2 separate regions of the Danio rerio genome follow, and region 1 is linked to region 2. The links are chromatin contacts, called in public HiChIP or PLAC-seq maps. All regions are on one chromosome and are shown on one strand. Each heading gives the region's core, a stretch centred on a gene start, on an enhancer-like site or on the middle of the called end of the contact. The rest is flanking DNA. Distances are from core to core; before and after follow the strand shown. Region 1 holds the start of mdm2 (MDM2 proto-oncogene). Region 2 holds the start of ndufb2 (NADH:ubiquinone oxidoreductase subunit B2).

Region 1 (5,625 bases), core at 817-3,316, 650 kb before region 2:
GTTTCTGCGGCTCACGTGACATTAAAGACATGGCATAAAAGCAGCTGAAAAGTGACCTTCGCCATCAAAGATAAAAACTACTTGAAAATATATGAAAATAGAAAATTATTATTTTAAATTCTGATCATATTTAATAAAACTATAACATAGTTTTACTATTTTAATGCACTTTTAATACAATAACACCAACTGATTTTAATTTTTAACCAAAACTCTAATGACAATCTTTCCAGCTTAAAATCTCTAAATTATAGTGAATATGAAATTAAATGTACTTAAATCTCCCATCAAGTCTATTTACCTCCTTCATGGTGAAAACATCTTTATCTGCACCTGCATCCTCTAACAGGCTTTTCAATTGCACCTTTGGTCTTACCTAAGGAAGTTACCATAAATAACTCATTCATATCAAGACACAAAAACTATATTAAAATACAAAGTCATTTTGAGGCTACATTACCAGTTTCTCGTTGTCAACCTTGCTGATCTGAGAACTGCTTAAACAACTCTCTGTTGCCATTTTGGTAGTTATCTGTAAAAAAAAATAAACAAACAGAGTTAGAAGATGCAAACAGTCAACAATTCAACACAGATGCAGACCTCCACATCAACATTACCTGTGCAAAAAGAGGTAAATTGAGTATTCTTGCTAAAACATATACTTTACTATCTGTACATAAAGTGCTTGAGCTCTGGGTTGGTGATGAGTAGGAGCCGGTGAAGAGCCGGTCTATGGTTTAAATAGGCGCAGAGAGGCATGTCAGGGCTAGAATCCACCGAGGTGATCATCATGTCCTGGGCGGGTTTGGGCATGACAAGTCAAAGCGTGACTGTATTTCCGACGCCTAGCGGTAGCAGACTATCTTTGCTGAGCTGTCCGTCTGTCTGCGTTCATGTCCGGGCATGTCCCGGACTCGCTGCACCCGCCCATTTCTGGATAAGCACATGAGGCTTATCGGCTCAGTAACAGGTGAAATAACGGGGTGTTTGGACCAATGCGATGACCTCCGTGGATTACAAGCGCATCAAATATATAAATAAAAAAATCAGAATTCATCATTGCTAAGTGCTACGACAATACGGATGACAGTCGAGTGTTTTGAATAACTTGCACGCCGTGTTTGTTTATCCGAAATGCAAACAGTACACACATAAACAAAACGAACTCAAGTTTGTCTTCGGGATTTATGTCGACCATCTACATGTATGGGATATCATTAAATTAGCTGCACATACGTTAAATTATGAAAAAAAAACTAGAGGTAACGTGAACATTTATTTGCATGTAAATATTATGTATAAACATGCTCGATTGTTTTCTCTTTCTCGCCCTTGTTGGTGTTGTTTATCGTCATGTTCTTCATTAATAATGGCACAGTAACGTTATACCTTGCGAAGCTAACGTTAATTTACAAGTTACACTGCTAACGTACTGATGTACAAAGTTGTAACGTTAATATGTCTATGACTAGGTTAGTGACACACAAATACTAGTTGTTTATTACGTCGGATTTCAGTAAGGCAAACAGTAAATATTGACAAATAACAGATAATAATGACAAATACTGTTTTTTCTGGTTGCAAAACAAGTGTCACAAGCTGTTAGTGTGCTGAGTTTACGTAATACTTCTGTGGATTTCTTAACAGATAACGTTAAGTCAGAATCGTTTTACTTAAATAAGATTAAACACGTCCTGCATAATACGTGTACTGCGCATCTGGGCGACATTAACGAAGCTGTGTTGATCGTAGCAACGCAACAAACGCGAGCTCTCCCGAGTGTCTGTTTCCCGCAGTGGGCGCTCAGGAAAGCCCGAGGCTTCAGTAGGCCTCGCTTTGAGCTCTAGCGTAAGGCTAACTGAGGTGATTTATTTCAGCCCGCTAAACCGAAATTAAAGCCTCAAACTGAGCAAAATGCACACGCTACAACGCCTAGCAGTGTTTTAATTATATTTGCACTGTTATAAATGCAGTTAATAAAAGAGAAAGGGCGAAATGTCTAAACTGAAAGTGTTTATGTTGTCCTACCTGCTGGTGACCGTTTCGCGAATCGACCGTTTGCTCCCTCTACTGGACCAACGCACATTTCAAATTGTTCACTTCCAGCACGTGCGAGAAGCGCGGGGTGTAAACAATACATAGCAAGTAGAGGACGGCGAGTTGGGTAATATTTACACTGGCTGCATTTGCTGTTTTACTGTTTTTCAGTTTTAGTTCAAGTGAAGCACAGGTATAGTTATTATTACTGTTTATATTTTCGCATATTGTAGGATTTAATTTCAGTTTGTGGTTTTAAAAGGTTGTTTGGTTACTTATTTAGACTCAATATACATCATGAATCTTGATGAGTTTTGGCAACTGGGTTCAGCATTTTAAGGTTGGTCTGAATAACAAATGATTTATTTTGTTGTGATTGAAAAGCAGGGTTATTACACCAAATATCGCTTTCTTAACCCTTCAGAAGTTTGTGTTGTCTTAAAAAACGTGTCATCTTTTTGTTATTTCATGCAGAATAAATGTTCTAAACGAAGTTGAAATTAGGAAGAAATGTAAGCAGTAATTTACGGAATTGAAAAGCTTAAAATAAAAATTGCTTTCAGTACCAATAAAAATGTATATTTAAATCGTTTTTATTCATATTAAGTAATGCATTTAACATATGAAAATTTGACTGTTGATTATACAAAAAACTAAATACAGCATTGTTATATAAAATAATCAAAATGTATACAATTTTTTAAAATTTTAACTTGTGATCAGTGTAGTTTTTTTTTAATTAAAATTGTTATTAGTAAAAAAAAAAATGACTGATCATTTTAATCAGTTGGTTTGAATTCTTAATGAGTAACGATGATCACATTTCTCCTGGACTGCTCAGATGCTGTCATGACATGACCCTTGTACACTATTGAGTTGACACATTTGCTTGCCAAGCTAACTACTTAGAAACTTGCTATACTATACTGTTTGCTGAGTGAAATCACTGCTTTATGAAGAGGACAAAAGCATGTCTTGCACAGTTCCTGTGACAGGATCAGGTCTTTAGGGCCAGGGTAGAGTGAGAGTGACTCATAGATGACTTTAGTACAACATGTTCCTCTACGCTCAACATGTTTGGGCTTGTATGTCTGTATTAATGAGAAAATTTAATGGACCACTGGAGTAATAAGAAAAGGAATTAGTTTAATAATGTAAGTAAGTAAGTAAGGATGAAGACAGAAATTAAAGTTACTATCAGAATTTGGACATTGTATCCAATGAAACAAGAACACAAATGAAATTTATAAAGATATAAACAAATAATAACATTGTTTCATTCATTTATAAGTAAAAGTTTAGTTTTTTTAATTGCATTATTGCTAAAAACATTTATACAAACAGTCAACTTTTAAAGTGGATCAAACAAGTTTTTTTAAATTGTCCTAAGACTTTAAAGGGTTTTAAAAATTGCTAAATTGTTTCAAAATTGCTAAATTATTTGCTAAATCAGCATGACTCAGAAGGATTATTTCACATTGAAGACTGCAGAAATGACAGCTAAACAGGCATGAATGCGTTTTGAAAGTAGAAAAGTTATCATAAAGTGCAATATTTCACAATATTTCTGTTCTTATTATTGATTAAATAACGTTGGTGAGCACAAAAGATTCAATAGCATAAAAATAAAAGTTCTATCAACATGCATGTTTTGTTTTAAATATATATATATATATATATATATATATATATATATATATATATATATATATATATATTTATACAGTTTAGTGCTAGTGTAGACATTATTATACTTTAATATTTAGAATTTTTTTAGAACTGTATTTACTCTCTTATTGTCTGAGAAGATGTGTTCTTCAAGTTTCACAGAATATGTAATTTCTTGATGAAACATCCTTTTAAGGTCATAGTTTTTTTAGTTATCACATCCTTGAGAAACCCCTTGAAAAGTCCAAGATCCACGCAAAAGGATGGTGAATATGTAGGCTTGGGACTGAAGACAGGACTTTGGAATGCGAGTGATGCTTAAAATGTGCATTGCCAAAGAGAGCGAGAAAGAGAGAGAGAGATTCATTAACTGAACAAAAGATTGACATTCCATTTCACAGATAGTAAAGACTGAAACATTTTTGCCAAGTAGGCAGCGACCCTTGTCCTAAAAGTCCTGACTAGACTCAATATGAGATCAAATTCAAGTCTTGGAAAAAAAAAAAATACTTAAAGAGTACTGTTGGTTCTTATAAAATGTTTTATTGTTGTACAGACAATAGATTATAGACAGAAAAATACATCATTAAATAATATTTACAAAAGAAAATGCATTTTATTTTGCATTTTTATTTGCAAATATTGAACACTTGGATTAAAAAGTAATATCTTACAAAGATTGAAATGCTATTGACAGTCCTCAGCCTCTGGCTTCAACTTCCTTACAGTCTACACTACCATTAAAAGGATTTGGGATCGATAAGGTTTTAAATGTTTTAAAAGAAGTCTATTCTGCTCACCAAGGCTGCATTTACTGACTTAATTTAAAACTCTTTTATCATTTTATTGAATGTGGTTTAAAATTATTAAAAAAAATATTCCTGTCATTTAAAGCAGAATTTTCCGCATCATTAATACAGTGCTTTGTGTCAGATGATCCTTCAGAAATCTTAATGATCTGGTGCTTTAAGGAACACTCCTCTTTTTTTCTGATAATATTTTAATTTTACAAGATCCCTTGAGTTAAACTGTGGAGTTTTAACATTTTTGAATGTACATATTCTATCTCCGGGGAGAACTTTTAGCTTAGCTTAACATAGATCATTAATTCAGATTAGACCATTAGCATCTCACGCAAAAAAAAATGACTAAAAGGTTTTGCAAATTTTCCTATTTAAAGCTTGACATTTTTGTAGTAATTCTGTGTACTAAAACCAAAAGAAAATGAATGAATTTTGCATTATTGGAAGCTATGGAAATTAAAAATGTATTTTATGTTTTTGTTTACATTCCACAAAGTGGTCTATAGGCTCGTTTAACTCTAGGGGAAGTGTAAAATTTGCATATTTTCAAATGAGTGGAGTGCTCCTTTAAGAAACGTTTATTGTTGTTATTATAAGTGTTGAAAACCGTAATGCTGCTTCATACTATTGTGGAAAATGATACAATACCCTTAATAAGTATTTACTTTTGTTCATCGCATAAATTGTTAATTAGTGAAAGTAAATATTTTAATGTAAATAATGGACTTTCTTTTTATCAAAGAATCCTAAAAAGTAAAAATGTATTAGTTTCCACAAAACTATGAACCATGAAAAGATAATCATAACAATCATTAATAGTAACTGAGCACCAATAATAACCGATGATAACAGGACAGCAAATTATCATGCGACACTGAAGACATTCAACAAGAAAACCCTTAATAAGTTATAATATTTCACAATTTTACAGCATTAACTGTATTTTAAATCAAATAAATGCAGCCTTATTGAGCAGAATAAGCTTCTTTTAAAAACAAAAGCAGAAAATCCCAAACTTCTGATTACCAGTAGTGCATGTTTGGTTAATCTTCACGGTATCTTCTCCTGAACACGTCATCAGGCACTGAACTCTGTGTTGTCATTGATTGACACATCA
Region 2 (6,203 bases), core at 573-3,072:
TTTAAAAATAAAATTAAAGTTAACTTAAAATATTTATTTTAACAATCCAGAAAATCCCCAAAATAAAAAATATAAATTACAATGCTTTGTAAATGCCTTTTACAAATACAACTATTTGTGCAGGAATGTTACATTTATTATTTAAATACGGTTTATTTTTAATAGGTTATTTAACTCTTACAATACAAGTTCACTATACAAAGTATTGTTTTGACCTTGTATGACCATGTTTTTGACAGCATCAGTTTGCAATGCAAATTTCAAAATTCATCAAAATACCATTTATTATGAAAATGTAAGTCTTTCAGTTTCCCAGTGTTAGGTTGTGGCTGGAAGTGTATCCGCTGCGAAAAACATTTGCTTAATAATTTGGTGGTTCATTCCGCTGTGGCCACCACTAATTAATAAAGTAACTAACCCAAAAAGAAAATGAATGCAAGTCTTTCAGCATTGCAACTTTATGATTTATTTATGAATAAAGAGAGAATTTCTACCTAAATAAACAAAAATAAAGAGTAGATATTTTAGCAAGACATACTAAATCTGCTGGAAATGTTAGACACTTAAACCAGCTTTTACTGAACATTGTGCACACTAGGGCTGCACTATATTGGAAAAATGTAACATTGCAATATTTTGTTATTCTATGATTATATATTGCGAAATGAATCTCTATTTGGAAGGAATTGAACATTTCAGATTGATTGGGGGTGGTCATAAATAAAATATTATGAATCTACAAACAAATAAATTTAGGAAAGAAAAAGAAACAATTAAAATACACTTTATTTTCAATTTTTTGTATAGCAATATTTAGGTACAGTAATTGAATAAAATTAAAGTTAATCCTTATTAAAGGTACAAACTGTACAAATTCTTATGACAAAGTATTTAAAATATACATTATACAGTCACAGGCCTCAAAAACACATGGAAATGTTGCATATCATTTGATATCCTGCGATGTGACTATTGGGAACGATCACATTGGGATATTGAAGCTGAAACGATGTATTGTGCAGCCCTAGTACACACAGATTGGGTTTTAGTTGAAAGGTCTTGTTTTCCATGTTTAAACCCTGAAATATTTGCTTGAAAACAAAAGGAGAGAGCAAATGTTTTGTAAAAATGAGGCATTTTATGATTAAAATGTGTGCCAGTGTGCTCTAAAAACTTTATTCAAACTACATAATGTATTTGTTTATACATGAACCCACTGACAGATTAGTCTTATCCAAATAAATGCTTTTAAATTTCTCAAAAAACAAAACAAAAACAGGACTTAATTTGGTATCTTTTCATAAATTAAATTGACTTAGATTTTAGGATGTTTACTTTGCTTCATTGTAAAATACTAACTTAACGTTAACAAAATACATGAGTTGAAGACCTTTTAAGGCCCTAACTTGAGAGGATTAACGTTAATTAATTAATCACGATACTTCGAAAACCTGCCATGCTTAATTTGTTTCCAGTTATCACTAAAAACTAAACCTTAAATTTTAACCTTGCATTAAAGGTTGACGTCGTTAACGACTGTCTTGAGCGGTATTTAAGCCCAAAACAGGCTGAAGCAGCACAGTTAGCTAGTTAGCCTGCCAGTGATAAACACTCACTTTCTGACGGTCATCTGCTGAGGTCCGCGTCTGAACTGCTGCAGGCCCGCCCGGAGGACACCCGCCGTCCTCCAAACCGAAGACATGCTCAAATCTAAGTGTTTTACTCCTAATTTGGGTCGGATTAAGCTGGGTGACTAGAGAGCTAAATGTCACCTTTACAGCGGCTGTTTCTTTGACTTGGCAATACCGAGAGCTGTGATTGGTCGTTTAAAAATTGCCGTTTTATGCTATGCGCTGCATATTCGGCAGAGGGCGCCAAATATCCACTGAGAAAAGGTCGAACAAGTATGGAATATGATATTCATGCATAAATGGATCGATACATTTGTTATTTAATCAAATGACTATAAATTATGATTCAAACTTTTTTAAATCTGTAATTCGAATAAATGTACTACGTTGGATCAGTTATTTATTGGCTCTACTGGTTTATTGAACATTTCATTAAGTAGGCTACTGTTGTATGTTTCTCTTGCATCCTGTTAGAATCAGGCTTCTCTTGGCAAATGTTTTATTATCACAAGACCCTCAATTTATTATTAGTGTTGGAGTTACAAAAAGTTACTTTTAAAAGTAATGCATTACAATATTGAGTTACTCCCCAAAAAAGTAACGTAACATTTTTTTTAAGTAACTTATTACCTGGCTGAGGCTTGATCTCTTTTACATCTTGTTTTTTTTTTAATAGAGGAGCATTACAAAATAACGTTGTGTTGTATAACCTACATACATTTACCTATTAAAAAACGAACTAGATAGTGTTATCTCAGAACTTCCTGGCTCCAGAGCTCTACATGACATATATAGATTATTGAAAGTTTACAGCAATGTGTTTGCTTCTTTTGTACTGTCTTTTGTGAAATCTCTGTCCTTTGAAACTATAATCCCCACTTCCTTTTCTTCAAAGCCTTAAAATTATTGATTGCATTCTGTCATTGACTGCATGATTCAATATGACTACTTTCATTTTAATTCAGCAATTCGTTTTTAAAGCGAATTAAACTAAACAGTAACTCAAACATTATTACTTATTTTTAAAGTTATGCGTTACTGTACTTGTTACTTAGAAAAGTAATATTATTGCGTAACTCGGATTACTTGCAATGCATTACTCCCAACACTGTTTACTATTGATATAGTTTTGATTTTATGCAAGTGAAGAAACTCTGAACACACAAGTTGCAATTACATATAAAATGTTTTATTGGCTCAAAAAGCAACCAGATACATACATATTTTCCAAAATTTTCAGAAATATTTAATTTCAGACTATACATCCTCCATACATCAACTTTTGGGACCCTAGTGCCAATGCAACAGTCACATTACCTATTCACCAAACTATTTGTCATTATAGTTTTTCAACAACTATTTTAAGTAAGGTTGGCCCATTGTAACCTTTGATTTAGCTCACCATCCCATTTGAGAAAAAAAAAATGAGAATGATGGAAAGAATTGGGGCGAATGCCTTTAACAAAGATGGTAATTTATAATTTGATGCGTCACCTATCCTTATTTTGTTTCTGTTGTATTGCTGAGCTATGAAAAAAAGCATGTTTCATTTTGTAAATGAATCTGATTTTTAAAAATGTACATGATGTCACTCAAAGGGTAGATGACTAAGCAGAAGGCAAACACAAGTGTAACAACATTGTTATAAATGAGATTGTTTTTGTTTTTTCTGTAATGCTGTAAAGTTCATTGTTAAATGTAAAATTGCTTATTAGTTACTATAAAGCAATGTTTTCTAGTTATTTTAAATATTATTAAAAATATTAGGTATTACCCACGGCAACTACTGTATATTCACCTCTGGTCCACTAGCCCCAATCAAGTTTTGTTTTTGACCCTTTATAAGAAAAAGTTTAGGCACTAGACTGTAGATGTTGTAATGGACAAAAGCAGTAGCAGGCTAAAATAATGTTAGTAGTAGCCTACAAAGTTTGCCGTAAACTCAATAGACAGACAAAGTTGTGGTTAACCTTCTTGGGAATCCAATAAACAACAACAGCTCAAATAGCAGTGCGTGCTCCAGAAAATGCTCCAATACGCCATTTACTAATCATGATCCCCGGAGCAGCGCAGAGGCGCGGGATCGACAACATGGCGGCTCTGGAAAAACACAATCGATGAAAAACACGAGAGGCGTTTCCAAACACACAGCTTAACGAATGCAAGAAACATATCGCCTCTGCAGATATAATAGCATCGCATAACCTCGACATGCAGCCTCAGTCGGGATGTTTTCAGCACACGAATGGTTTTCTCAGCAGAACCTAAACAGGAAATGCGCGCCTCCGCTCGAGCCTTTTGTTGCGGCTCTTATTGTGACGTAACAGACCATAATCTGACTTCAGTCTCGATCAGTGCTTAAACTGCCCAAAAACGCACAGGACGGCGGGTTTTAAATGCGCTACGAGTCCAATTTAATGTGTGTAACGTTAGTGTAATGTGTTAATCTATCGTCGTAGTCAGCAAATTAATCCCAATTCTCAAATACAGCAATAAATGAAAGTGTGTAGCTTTTTTATTTATCATTTTTACACGAAAACTGATTTTGCTAATCAACATTTTTATTGTAGTTGAAATAATTGTGAGATCACAATACCGCAACTAACACATTTTGAAAGTATAATTGAAATGAAACAATAGCACCATTTCCTTGTTTTTTCCACTGTTGAACACAAAAGATGATATTTTAGATAGCTCAAAAACTAAACATCGTCTTCTATATCTTATTATGTGTACAGACAAAAGAAAAGGTTTGAAACTAGAAAATGAGTAAATGAAGATATTTTTAAATTTTGAGTAATGTTAACTATATCCCTTCACTAGAATGTTCTGTTGGTTAGCCTATTTCTCTGAGCAACATTCACATTCTTAATACAATATATAAATAAATAATCTCCCTGTAACATTCTGGAAGGTTTTCGGTAACCAAATCAAAACCTATATAATGTCTCATCTGGAAACAAAGTAACCTTTTTGTAATTGCTGTGGGGAATGATACACACATACATATATATATATATATATATATATATATATATATATATATATATATATATATATATATATATATATATATATATATATATATATATATATACACACACACACACACACACACGTTTTTCTTTTAATTTGTTAAAATAAATTCGTAACAGGTTTTATTTTTTGGAAAGATTTTAAAACTATGTATGAAAATAGCAATATATTATATTTAAATTTTTAAGGAAATATATTTTAAAATGTCTTTTGTAGTGATTCAAAGCAAATAGTTTTCACATCAGTGCAGTATTCAGTGTCAAATGATCCTTAAGAATTTATCCCAATTTGTATGTATGCTTAATCATTATTAATGGTTTTACATATTATTGTTGGTGTTTAAAACATTGACCAATACATGTCATATATTTGTAAATTTTGATATATTGTGCTTTTGGGAATTTTGTAACTTTTAAAAAACATCCTTAATGTCAAATAAATATAGATTTTAATAGACTTTTAGGCCCTTTATTAAAATATTTATAACTTTTTTCAAATGTAAAAAAACATTTTTTTTCCACAAAAACATTTAGCTAAATAGTTTCTGATACTGACAAAAATCACAAATGTTTCATGAGCAACAAATCATGTTACACTGAAAACTGCAGTGATGGTGCTGAAATCTTTACATCACATAATATTACTGCACTTTAAACACGACCGTTATTTTAAAATGAAACAGCATACTCTGTTATGGTCTAATAAATACACCCTTGGCAAGCAGAGCAAACATCTCACTTTTTCCAAACTTTTGACGAGTAGCGCAGATTTGTAATTTGTCAAATCATGCTGTCAGGGACTACGCAATTACGTCATGACGCACAAGAGGGGAAAAATCGCTGAATAGTTTATAACGGGCTCTCTGAAACGAAACACGGACTGCCCAAACTACACATTTAGATATTCCGTTGCTGAAGGAGACAAAAGCCTGTTAAAGTTTTCAGTAGTCCGCGTGGATTTTAAAACACTGGGCTGATGACGTACTCTCAAGGAGGTCAATCCATTTTTCGGCAATGGTATTTTCTGGAAAGGATCGTGACCCCGCCCAGTGTGAGCTTTGTGCAGTGCGCTTGTAGACGCCATCTTCTTACATCTTTTCTGACGCGAATATTGATGGTATAATATAATACTAATATACTCCGTTGAAGTGCTCTTCTTAAACGCCGCGATAGATGGGTCCACAGAGATTTAAGCGAATTAAATGGTTAATGACATTTTGAGTTAATGGCGCCCTACTGTCGTCCACGATCACGCTCGGATCTCCGGGTGCGCCGCTCTCCCCTCGCAGCTCAGAGCCCGCCCACTTGTGGAATTCAGATGATGTCATCACCAGCCAATAAGCGTCGAGAAAACAGGACAATGAGCGTATTATTGGTCAAGGGCAATGTCATTCGTTCTACTCAGGAAGGCCAGGGAGGGGGCGAGCGGAGAAAATCGCCATTTTGAAAGCGTAACAAAATGAACGATATCGACACTGAAAATAACACCCTATCTCCAAACCCGGTTGAGTGTAGCCCGTTTAATATCCATCTACAA

The links. HiChIP or PLAC-seq counts read pairs in DNA pulled down with a chosen protein or histone mark.
Region 1: a contact with region 2 is called in an H3K4me3 HiChIP or PLAC-seq map of pancreas, with 5 times the contacts expected there. The contact joins the promoter of mdm2 here to the promoter of ndufb2 in region 2. A contact is called at or near these places in 1 of 18 Hi-C or Micro-C datasets (hematopoietic stem cells) and 1 of 4 datasets of contacts at active chromatin or transcription factors (pancreas).

What each region holds. Positions count from the first base shown.
Region 1 is chr4:23,723,628-23,729,252 of GRCz12tu, reverse strand. mdm2 (MDM2 proto-oncogene) reads right to left here and starts at 2,066. Exons shown (of 11, transcript NM_131364.3): 1 at 2,029-2,066; 2 at 461-532; 3 at 302-376. The coding sequence starts at 520. It overlaps slc35e3 (solute carrier family 35 member E3), which reads right to left. Exons shown (of 5, transcript NM_001030179.1): 5 at 5,421-5,625.
Region 2 is chr4:23,075,560-23,081,762 of GRCz12tu, reverse strand. ndufb2 (NADH:ubiquinone oxidoreductase subunit B2) reads right to left here and starts at 1,822. Exons shown (of 4, transcript NM_200791.2): 1 at 1,617-1,822. The coding sequence starts at 1,702. The region is part of intron 1 of kmt2e (lysine (K)-specific methyltransferase 2E); the gene reads left to right.